Linked DNA regions of Rattus norvegicus: region 2 is linked to region 1. Evidence: chromatin contacts called from public Hi-C data. All regions are on one chromosome and are shown on one strand. The core of a region is the stretch at or near the end of the contact, and the rest is flanking DNA. Distances in the headings are between cores, read along the strand shown.

Evidence for each region. A called contact is a pair of places that touch in the nucleus more often than the background predicts.
Region 2: a Hi-C map of hepatocytes shows a contact between it and region 1, with 2.3 times the contacts expected there. The contact joins the promoter of Irx1 here to the enhancer-like site in region 1. A contact is called at or near these places in 3 of 12 Hi-C or Micro-C datasets (hepatocytes, kidney and liver).

What each region holds. Positions count from the first base shown.
Region 1 is chr1:32,911,500-32,917,000 of GRCr8, reverse strand. No RefSeq gene overlaps it. Among named protein-coding and RNA genes, the nearest start is that of Irx1, 210 kb to the left of the region's middle. Within about 2 kb of position 2,825, at least 3 of the 93 cell types and tissues checked have an H3K27ac peak or open chromatin away from gene starts, as enhancers often do. A contact at or near this core is called in hepatocytes, where this site is marked.
Region 2 is chr1:33,120,048-33,125,548 of GRCr8, reverse strand. Irx1 (iroquois homeobox 1) reads right to left here and starts at 2,427. Exons shown (of 4, transcript NM_001107331.2): 1 at 1,925-2,427. The coding sequence starts at 2,200.

The DNA of each region.
Region 1 (5,501 bases), core at 1,576-4,075:
TATGAGTTAACATCACCAGCACCTCATCTTGGCAATCCAGAACATGTGAGAGAAGTCTGTGATTCTCTCTGTTTCTCCACAGCCTCTGTAGTACTAGCAATATTGAATTTGATAACTCAGGCTAGTCCAGCAAGCATTCCTTTTCTTGGGGATGTGGTCACCAGATTATTTATCCTCATGGGACCTGGGTACTCAAAGTCCATGAGCAAAAGGTAGTGCAGCCAGGACCTAAAAGGGCCTGTCTTCGTGTTGTGCTGTATGCCACCTTCTCTGCGTCCTCTGTGACAACAAGAGGGACAAACTCTCTAGTCTTTTCTCTCACAAATGCACTAATTTATCATTAGAGCCTCAGCCTCAAACTTTATCATATCCATAGGCCATTTGGAAGATCTGGACACATTAACATGTCTAGGAACAATCCTTGGAATCCTAATGCCATGTGACAGTCACAAAAGGAGGCAGTGGGCAGTGGCTTGTAAGTCTTCTGGTTTTGTTGCTATTGGAGTTTTGAAGTCATAAAGAGAATCTTTTTTTATTCTTACTGTATTTGATAAACTTTTTTTTGAGACAAGGTTTTGCTATATTGCTCCAGCTGTCCTCAAGCTCCAGGGCTTAAAATGATCCCCCTGCCTCAGCCTCTTGAGAAGCAGTGTTCATGATAATCTTTAAAAGATGTCAGTGGTGTCTTTCAAGGAATCACCTGGGATACAGAGATAAAGTACATGAAGATGTCAGACACTCGCGCTGTTCTCAGTGCCATGGTGACTTGCAGATGCCAACAGTGATTCCATGTTGTCTCCAAGGTGAGTTTTTAACAAGACCTGCAGGGACAAGAAAGGCCAATATCCAGATGCTCCCATTGGCATTTTGGCCTCAACTTGCACACTGAACAAAATGTTAGGGATTTCAGTAGAACTGGCACATGGCTTCATGTTGCATTTTTCTGAGGCCCAGGGAAAGGTGTGTGGGCTATGCCTGTAGCCAAGAACTGTGTCACCTGCATGTTCTGAGAGACAGACAGGATCCTAGCTAATGATGCAGCCATATAGCTGTGCTGGGTATCCATCAGATTCTCTCAACATCCCATCTGTGCTAAGAATGTGAACTCCCACTTCATCGATTTGCATCAGCTAGGACTGCTAAGGTGTGGTCTTTGTTTTGCACATGATCCAAGTCACAAAAAGTCAGAGCACACATCGTTCCTCACAAAGAAATGTGTCTGGTGACTAGGACTGTGCAACAGATAAGGAACAATTTGGGGGAATGTGGATGAGCCGAGTGCATAGCAAAGGGAAGCACTTTAGTCACAAATCCTGTCATAAAACACCCTCCAGTAATTACAAGTGGCCCAAAAGCTCATTTAGAACGAATTTACAATGGTAGGAAAATGGTCAATGAGTTAAGTGTGTGTGTGTGTGGGAGGAGTGCACTGAAGGCATATGTGGCTATATGACCTTGTGTCCTATTCAAAGAACACTTGAAAAATCAGATTCTGAACATAGGCTATTGAGAAAAAGACCCTTCCTTTAGAGAAGAAAGTCTCTAGGTCTATTGCAGGGAGGAACTTCCTCATAGCCATGAGTGACTGCCCCTGGGCTGTGGAATGAGTCAGAGTTGGCTGACCGGACAGGCATAAGGGATCCATTAGGAGACCCGGTGCACATCTCCTTTTGTTTGTGTCATCTCCTCAGGCAAAGGTATAAAATAGAATAGTCACACAATTTTGTCGTCGTCCTAAATTTGCCAGAAGCTTGTTCTGTCCCAAGAAACGGGGACAGCCCTGAATAAAGAGGCAGATTCCAGGGTGACATCAGACCTTCAGGACCCAAGGACACATTCTTCCCTTTCTGGGGGGGGGGGGGTCACAGTGTGCAGGAGATGCACGCATTATTGTAGCCCAACATACTAGTTAGCCATTTTCCTCTCCCGAATTAAAAAATTGAATTATACACTCTGCCTAGTTACTGGGCCTGTGAAGTTTATTAAAGTTTATCGACCATGTGTGGACACTTCAGGATCCCACTTCAATTGAGGCTACCAAGACGGAACATTGAATTAAGAGGCAGCGCTTGCCTCGGCTCGGGTGGACTCCAGCAGAGCTACAGGTAGCTCAAGTCTCCTTCAATTAGACATAATCATCACTCACAGTCAATAATTGTGCTAAGGGCTGCTTTCAAATCTGTGAGGGATTCGCATTTAATGTACTGATTCAGCTTGTCTGAGCCAAATTCTCTGTGTACTGAAACCAAAGCAATTTAGTTCTTGCCTACGGCCTTTTTGGCAGTTCATCTAGAGCTGAGCACTGTGAGGACGCTGAGATACAATTTAATCTGAGACATCTGGGCGCAGACAGGACCTTTTCCTTAACGGAGAGAGACGGAGCAGCAGCTAAGCTCTGGTGTTCTGTGAAGAACCAGTCCTTATCTAGCCCAGGAAAAAAATAAAGCATTTAAGATAGAGTAAAAAGCCAGAGCAAAGACATTTTTTTTTCCTGTGGGTTTATGAAATGCACACGGCAGCTCCAACAGCCTCCTGCCTCAACCCGCAGAAAACACTTGAGCCCTGAGCCCTGGATTAACCATTTAAGGATATTACACTTATCTCAGGCTGCAGCTGACGGCAGAGATCTTTATTAAATATGAAGGCGAGTGTCTAGTCCTTTGTGCATTCACAGAAATATGGAAATTCCTTCACGTACCTTGCTGGCTCTGTGTGGGGGAGGGGGTCTGAAGAAGGACAGCAGTCTTTGTTACTCAACGCACACACCCCTGAGCCTCTGATAGGGAGGGTTGACCTCTGTGTGTTATGTAACACTGTCCGGAGCCTTTCCAAGAGATTGGGAAAGATTTCATTCTGTGTTGTTGCTGACCTGTGACCCTTGTCACCACACGAAGACCTGCTGGCTTTATTTTTTCAAGAGTTATAGAATCACAGACATCCATAAGAATCCCACTGACACGTGTGATGGGAGAGCTGTGGCTCTTCACTGGGTGAAAGGGCACTTGGGTGGATATAGAAAGCGCACTTGATACTCATAGCCTAAGGAGATTCGGGTGATATCCTGGTTCACAACAGGCTCAGCTAAGGACATCCAGCCTAGAAGAGTGCTAGACAAAGGCAAAGCCTAGCTACCTGTTAGCACCAAACGGTGGACCAAAGGAGCTAGGGACAAAGAGGATTGGGTTCTTGGCTTCTATCTACACAATCTACAAGCAAAGAAAGAAGTCTAGTGTTGACTCATGTCTGGAAGTCTCCCCCTTTGATCTTAGATTCACCTCCTAAGGCCTCAGTGTGGAGCAGACTAGGACCTGTGGAAAGGTCCCCAGAGACATACGACCTGGGTTACTGTGGCATCTCTGTGAGAAACACTGACAAGTACAGGAACTGTACTGTTGCAAGGGGAAGCCACCCTCAGCACCAGGGTGATGCTCAGCAAGATGCTAGCTGGTGCCAGAGCTGTCCCTGCTCCTCTCCCCAGCTCCTCCTGACCTCCCCTCCCTGAGGCTTCATAGAGACTCTAACCCTAACCCTAACCCTGTTCCTGTAAGGTGAGTCTGAGACAGGTCAGGGGATGTCCTCCTGATATTGCAGGGGAGGCAGGTACAATTGTAGACTTGAACCCAGGAGAGCAACCCATTGAGGGTAGTGGGTGGAAAAAACTAAAATGAATGTTCTGTCAGTGAAACATCATGGCAGGACAAATGTTTCTCCAAGGAAAATAGCCATATGTCATATCCATATCCCAAATATGGAGATACAGAAGCTGAGAACAGTCTCCCTGAGGCCCTACCCAAAATATTACCACACACTGCACAGACCATGTGGCTTACACACCGTATAAATAGCACAACTGGCACACACACAATGCATACAATATACTTCTCAGACCATAGCAGCCTCACATACACACTGTAAGACAGACTTATAGAACACATACTATACAAAACATATATGTATCATGTATACAGCATATATTCATACACAGAACATGTCACATTCATACCACACTTACTGTAGATTCCACATGTATTATACAGTGTACATAGCCCGGACATACCAGAACTTGCAACTTATCCCTGTATTCCTATTCATACATCATATATACATGTAGCATATGAATTACATACACACTAACACAACACAAATCCCATATGTATCATGTGTACATCATATGTAACACTCAGAGGATTGGCTTCTGATCAGTGTTAGTCCATGTGCTAACAAGATAACCAAAGCTGTGGGCTGTCATCTCACCCCTCAGAGTGACATTTTGCTTGCTACATTATTGGTCTCAGGGGTTGGTTTAGTCTATGTGGCATTCGTGTGCTCAGGAAGGCTTCCTGGTCCAATTACCTGAGCACAATGCCATCTACATATACACACCACATGTAAGCAACCAGCTACACTCCATTCCTCAAATTATGTTCACACATCATTCACACCACAAAGAGAAAGTACAAAACCACCATACTGTCTAGGTGGGTGAAATCCCGGTGCCTCTTGTGCTGGTCCCCTTCAAGCTGTCGCAGGGAGTTAGCTCTGCTCTGAAGAAACAGTCTTGCTCCAGAGTTCGCCACCCTCTCCTTGCAATTGTTCCGTTCTTGCCAGGAATGTGTGTGGTCAGCTTGATCTGTCTTCTTGTACTTCAGCTTCATCAGTTTTCCTGTCCTTGCTGTCCATCATGATGGCCTATGACAGGCTCTGTAAGACACAGGGGCTTGTGCCTTGCTTCACAAATAGAGTATGTCTCACCATTCTGCTCACAACTCATGTAAGTCATCAGTACATGATGCGGGTGCAGCTTGCAGATGGCAGAACCCAAAGTGAGAGCCAACAGATGGTGTGATTTGCAGGTAGCCAGTCAGTGCTCATCATGAGACCCTCCTGGCTGCTACTGCTCCCGAGTCTCCCTTGATCTTTAGCTACTAATTTTAAAAGATAGTGACTGGCTATAAAGCACATGGAAGAGACAGCTCCAGTTTTGTTATGAACAATGTTTTACTTACTGGAGAATTTATTAAACCAGCAATAACATGCAATCTTTAAACCATTGACTGCACTGATAACCAACCGGGAAGTTGCATCTCTAAGTGGAGCTACTGGCCCTACACGTTGATCCCATCAAAGACTTAAAATCAGTGGAGTTAAGAGTGTCACAAAACACAGAGGAGGGGTTTGTTGTGCCTCCTCTCTTTGCGTCTCAGGTTTGTGGTATTACACTCATCAGCAAGACAGGCGCTGACTCAGAGGAGTCTCCTGGTTTGCAAAAAAATTCCATCCCTCCAAGTCTTGAAACATTCATTTTATCTTTCTCAACAGAAATCTCTGTCCATGTCTTTCATGTGTCTACAAAGACACGACTCTTCGGAACCCACATGCTTTATTGAGTACTTACCTGGAGTGGGCTTCTGAAGACTGAGTAGTTCTGTATGCATGAAACAGGTGAGCTGATACACAGTAGCACCGGAAGTGTAAATCAGGAGAGCCTCCTTGGCTGCACC
Region 2 (5,501 bases), core at 1,178-3,677, 210 kb before region 1:
ACCATAAATTGCCCAGACAGACGTTCACTCACAATTTTATCTTTTGGGTTCCAAATACCGGATCCTAAAGGTTAGAAAGCTAGGCCTCTTCTGAGGGTTTGGATTTAGCTTTACTTTCCAAGAACCCGGTAGGAGACCTGGAGGTAACACAAACATCTTAGGGGAGGAATTTTATTTTCCCTTTAGTTTAAAGAGAAAACAAAATTAAACAACAACACAAACCTCCTACCGACCTTCCATACCTCACCACAATGGCAGCAGACCCCCTCCCCCACAAGCACAGAGGCAGGATTCCCAAATGGCTCACATCTGTATTCAAATTTTCAGTTAAAAATATTCGTAAAAATAATAAATAAATCACCTTTCGTCTTCCATTTTAAAAAGGATCCAGTTACCAGGTTAACAAAAACGAAGTCGGAACCCTAAAAAAGTTACTAAAAGCTTGTTTCTTTGACTAATTAATTTAGTGACCGAGGCCGCGCCTCAGAGACTTCTGTGGCCCGAATTCGTTTGAACCTCGCCATTGTAAAATGTACGTTTCGCCTTTTAAAATTATTTTAGTTGTAATAGTAAAGGAGAAATTTCGGCCTCGTCTCTGTTGGGAATTGTTTTCGAAAGGGCACCTTGTAAATCTCTCATCGCTCCCGGGGCATACTGGCTGTCTGAACAAAATGGGGGGTTGATCTTCCTGGTTGGGAAGCACCCGAAAGGCAGCTGGCCGGCCGACCACTAAGAAATAGGCTTTCTTTCTAAACTACAAGAAAAGTTCGGGAAATCGCGCTAGCCGCTTTGCTCCTGCACAATCCATCCTTTAAGGGGATCTGGTCTGGTCTGTTTTCCCAGGGACTGGATAATTCGGGGTTCTTGGAAATTGCCCTATCCAGAAGATAGCAGGGCGGCAGGGGACTGCCTCCCAAAATCCCGCGCCCGCCTTGCACTTTGCCAGCGGCCTCAAGTTTAAGCAGTCCGACCTTTCAGTCAAACCAAGAAAAATTGATCGGTGGAAAGGACAGACTGGCCAATACTCCTGTGGAGAATTAAATTCACACACACACACACACACACACACACACACACACACACACACACACCCATCTGACACCCACTGGGACAGGAGATGGGAAAGCACCATTTATTTTAATCACTGGGACACTGTTCCTTTAACTCTCCCTTATGTAACGCGGGAAGAAAAGTGCTTTTCTTTCGGCTCAAATGAAAAGGAAAGTTTGGCAACTTACGAAAGTAAAAGCAAACACCGTTTCGGTAACCAGAATTTATGTCAACTTAGTATTTCTTAACCGGGATCCCGATCCCTATGGTGCCTACACACGCCATTAAGAGACCTCTCTGCTCCGCGGACGTCTATTGTTTGTTGGGATGTTTTTGACGGACTCCGCTAGATTTAACCGGTTCCCTTTGGCAAAGTTCAGGGCAACTACCTCTGCTCTGCCAAAGAGGGAGAAGGAAGGTCTTCTGGGCCCAAGAGAAAGCTCTTGCAGCGCTCAGGCGAGGCCAGCCGCCAGGCCAGAGCAGTGTGACTAAAGCGGCCCTGGCTGCGGGGGCCCGGCGGGCCTGCCCTGTCGCACAGAGGCGCCTGGCGGTTTTGCCCGGACCTCCAGCGCCTGCCGCGCTCTCAGGCCTGCTCTCGGGTTTCTCTCTACTAGCGCACAACCCTTTCAGGATCGGGTCTTCAACCCCCAAGACTGCAGTGGTCACTGCCTGTGCCTCTGGGCATTCCCCAGTCCCGGGGGAACGAGGTCTCCGCCACCGGATCCCCTGTGCAGGACCCCTTTTGCTCTTTTTTCCAGACACTGCCTGCGGGTCCTCTGTTTCTCTGCTCGGCCAACCGCTCCCGCTGTCCCTGGGCGCCGTGATCTCCCGTGGGTGCGGGTCAGGAGGACGCGCGGGAGGCGGGAGCACTCACCATCTGTGAGAAGAGGCTGAGGTCCGCGGCATAGGGCAGAAAGGCGCTGTAGTTGGGTGCGCCCGCGTACGGTCCCGCCGCGGCATACATGCCCAGCACCGAGGTGACCGCGGCCGCTCCGGCGCCCGCTCCCAGCTCTGCAGTCCCCGGCCGACCCGACGAGGCGGCGGCTGCAGCAGCCGCGGCCGCAGCCAGCATCCCAGGGCGCTCTCCACCGTAGGCGCCCGGGCCCGCGGCGCTTAGGTATTGCGGGTAGCCCAGCTGCGGGAAGGACATGTCCGCGGGCTTGGCGGTGGTGGAGGGCACCCTAACTGCGCGGGCAAAGAGACTGGCTGTCGATCCGAGGAGGCGCGGCTCTGGGGCTGCGGGCGGCGGGCCGGGCGCGCTCCGGCCGGCCCGGGGGCGGGGGCCGCTCGCTGTTCCTCAGCCCAGTGCTGGTTGGCGGCGCCCGGCTGCGCCCGGATCCGAGATCGCGCGCCGACTGCGGCGGCCGCCCTCCGCTCGGCGGCCGGGCTCTCAGACACAATTTGAAGTTGATGCTTTGATTGGCATCCCCTTGAGCACAGGCCCCGCCCCTGGCTCCCCTCCCGCCCCCTCCCTGCCTCCAGCCCGCCCTCGCTGGCCGCTCCCGCCCCTCACGGCGAGCACGTGGTGCCCCGCGCCCGCCGGGCCACCTCCTCCTCCGGTGGGCGCGCGCGGCCCGTCTGCTGGTTTAGGTCCGGAGGCCTCAGGCTTCATCCCAACCAGCCCCCGCGGCTTTTGACAACCTGTCGACACCGGTTTACAGCTGTCTGACACCCGGTTTTGCATCCGAGATCTGTTCCCCCACCTCCTTTTAACAAAAGCAACTCCGGGATTGCGTTTCCACAGCTGGGGTGGCAGGGAGAGAGGCCTGGGGCCAGGGGACAGTCTATAGCGAGCAGCCTCTCCTCTGTGGCTGGCGTTGCAACACCTCCGTGGGACATATTTGGCTGAAGTGTTCGGATAAATCAACGCTTGGCTCGACACCTCTGATACAGGGTGCTTCGTCTCCCTGGCCCCACTTGCTATTAACAGATCCTCTGGAAATCGCTGACCCCCTTGCTCTTGGGGAAGCGGGATGTGGCCGTGCTCTGTCGGTTCCTCCAAATATAAAAACTTCGAAAACGGGCAAGCCAGCCGAGAAATCACTGTCTAGTAGCGGAGAGATCCTAGAGGGAGGGGAAAGGAAGTGTAGGAAGGAACGGACCTTCGCAAGGTAAAGGGAGGATTGAATCTTGCCGATAGTTACATCTTTGTTCCAGCTTTGGAGAAGCCTGCATGGCCTGGGTGCCCGCGTTTATCCACTAGGTGTGCAGACTGGGAGCGCCAACTTGTGTGGAGCTCAGGTACCTGAGGCCTGAGGCGGCGCTGCGACTAGCCAGTAGGACAGGACAGCCATCAGTCCGCTGGCCTTGAGCTCCCCACCCCTGACTCCTCTGCCCAGTTTCTATCTCAGAGGCAGGGAGAATGAGAACTAGACAGTGTGAAAGCCAGCAGCAGTTATGTGGCCTAGGACAGGAGGCTGGCTGCTCTGTTCTCCGGGCAGACTTGGAATGTACCTTCCTCTCTTATACAGCAGGGCCAGCCAGAGAAAGATGCTTCTGTGCTGGGTTCCCTAGATTGCTATTGGAAGTTCAGAACTGCTAGTGCCACATTTCTTGCTGCTGCCTATAATGTGGCATATGTCTGAGAGTGTCACATCACATCATCATTCAATCATGCAGAGAGCTTCACCCTCAGAGTCTAATGCCAGACTTAGAGAATTAAGAGGTACAGGGGCAGGCTTGACAGAGAGCCCCAACATGCACACTGAAATGCTGTTTTTAGTGCCATCAGGACCCTGGACACCAGCTAAAGCCCACTTGCTTGCCTGGAGTTCCAAACTCCTGCAACATCAGAAAGTCCTCCTCCCTATAGGTCTTGAAATCAGACACTGAAGGTTGCCTGTAATTAGCCACAATACAACTGGTAAAAGTAGTTACTAATTACCAGCAGGAAAATCAGGCTTCATTTCTCTCCTCTGGTTCAGGGCTTCTTACTTGTTCAGGCTGTTCACTCCATAAGAGCCTACATACTTCATACCTCCCAACCCCCAGGAACCTCAGGAACTGCTTTTCTGCTTGGATTTAGTCTGGAGGTTACCCTGAGGGAACTCCCTGATGTTCTAGCTTATGAAGTTCCTAATCATGACCTCTTCCCGGTTCCCAGCTCGGCAGCCATCTTGTAACCAGAATCTTAGGATCCTATCTTACATCCTCCAAACAAATACATCACTTCATTCTAGTGAATAGCGGACCTGACCATTGTTCTTGCTCAGTGAACCACTCACTTCAGGTGACAGGTAAAGGCAGGAAAGATAAGACCTGAGCAAGGAGGTGGGAAGTCTTCCAAATACATCTCCCTGCCAGTATGCAGTGGCAGAGGGTCACCAGCCTGTCATCACTCCCCACAACTGCTTGCTTGACTTGCAGGTGTTGGGTCACTTGCCTTAGGTCTATTAGACCTCTTAGGAAGGGGATTGGGGAGGAACTGGGGGTAATTTATTCTCACCCCCCACTGGACCAGCAGTGTGACTTCTCCCTCTATGTAGGTTGACTGCACCAAAGACAGGAAATGGGTGGAAACTACAAGATAATTTGAGAGATGCGGCTGGGCAGACTGGATGGCAGCAAGGGTATGGACTAGGTTGGTGAGGTGTAGGAAAGTTAACTGCTCTTTGCTATAGATCAAGCTGCAAGAAAGACACTTGTGCTTAAACCCAGTTCTGGAAGGGGCTAGTAGAGCCTCCTTTCTTTCTCCTTGGCTCCTCACCCAGAAGCTTGAACCTCTAGTAGTGGGGAGCAACAGGGAGGTGAAGACAGCAACGTAGGGAACACAAGAACAGTCATAAAATTACCCACAAATCTCCAGCTGGAGGGGATGCCTGAGCAGAAGCTGGAAATTCTCATGTCTCTGGAAAATTGGGGCCAAGATGTTGATGGCATCTGTAATATGCGGGAGGAAGGTTTCCAGTCTGAAAGAGCTATAGGGCTCTTGTGCTAACATCCTTGTTGGGGGGGGGGGGCATTCATTGCCTTTTTTGGACAGAATGTGGAGCAATAGACAATAGAGAGCCTCTGGGAAGGTCATGGAGTTTGCTTACCCACACCACCAGAAACCATAGATCCCTCCACCGGAAACCTTCCCTGCAACCCCAAGCAACCTTCCCTGACTCCACAGAGATGGTGAGAGGCTCTGACGAGAGTATATTTTCTAGGAGTCAACACTGGCTATCAAGGCAAAGCAAGCAGTCAAAATTCAGACTTAGGAATCTGTACAAGTTGGGCCAAGCCTGTATCTAGTGGACTCCCTGGTCAGGTCTGGTAGCCACAGAGCTGTAAACCAAGCACAGAGCAAAGGACTGGGTCTCTCTGGCAGATTAACTGAACTTGGGTTCTGCCCTTTTGAGGCAGAAGTGAACAGGAATGTCTGTGGAGCGAGGGGGTGGGGAAGAACAGGCACTGAGGAGAGGGATTGAGGATGGGGTTTCCTAAGGTGCCCCCCAGGATCAGACTGG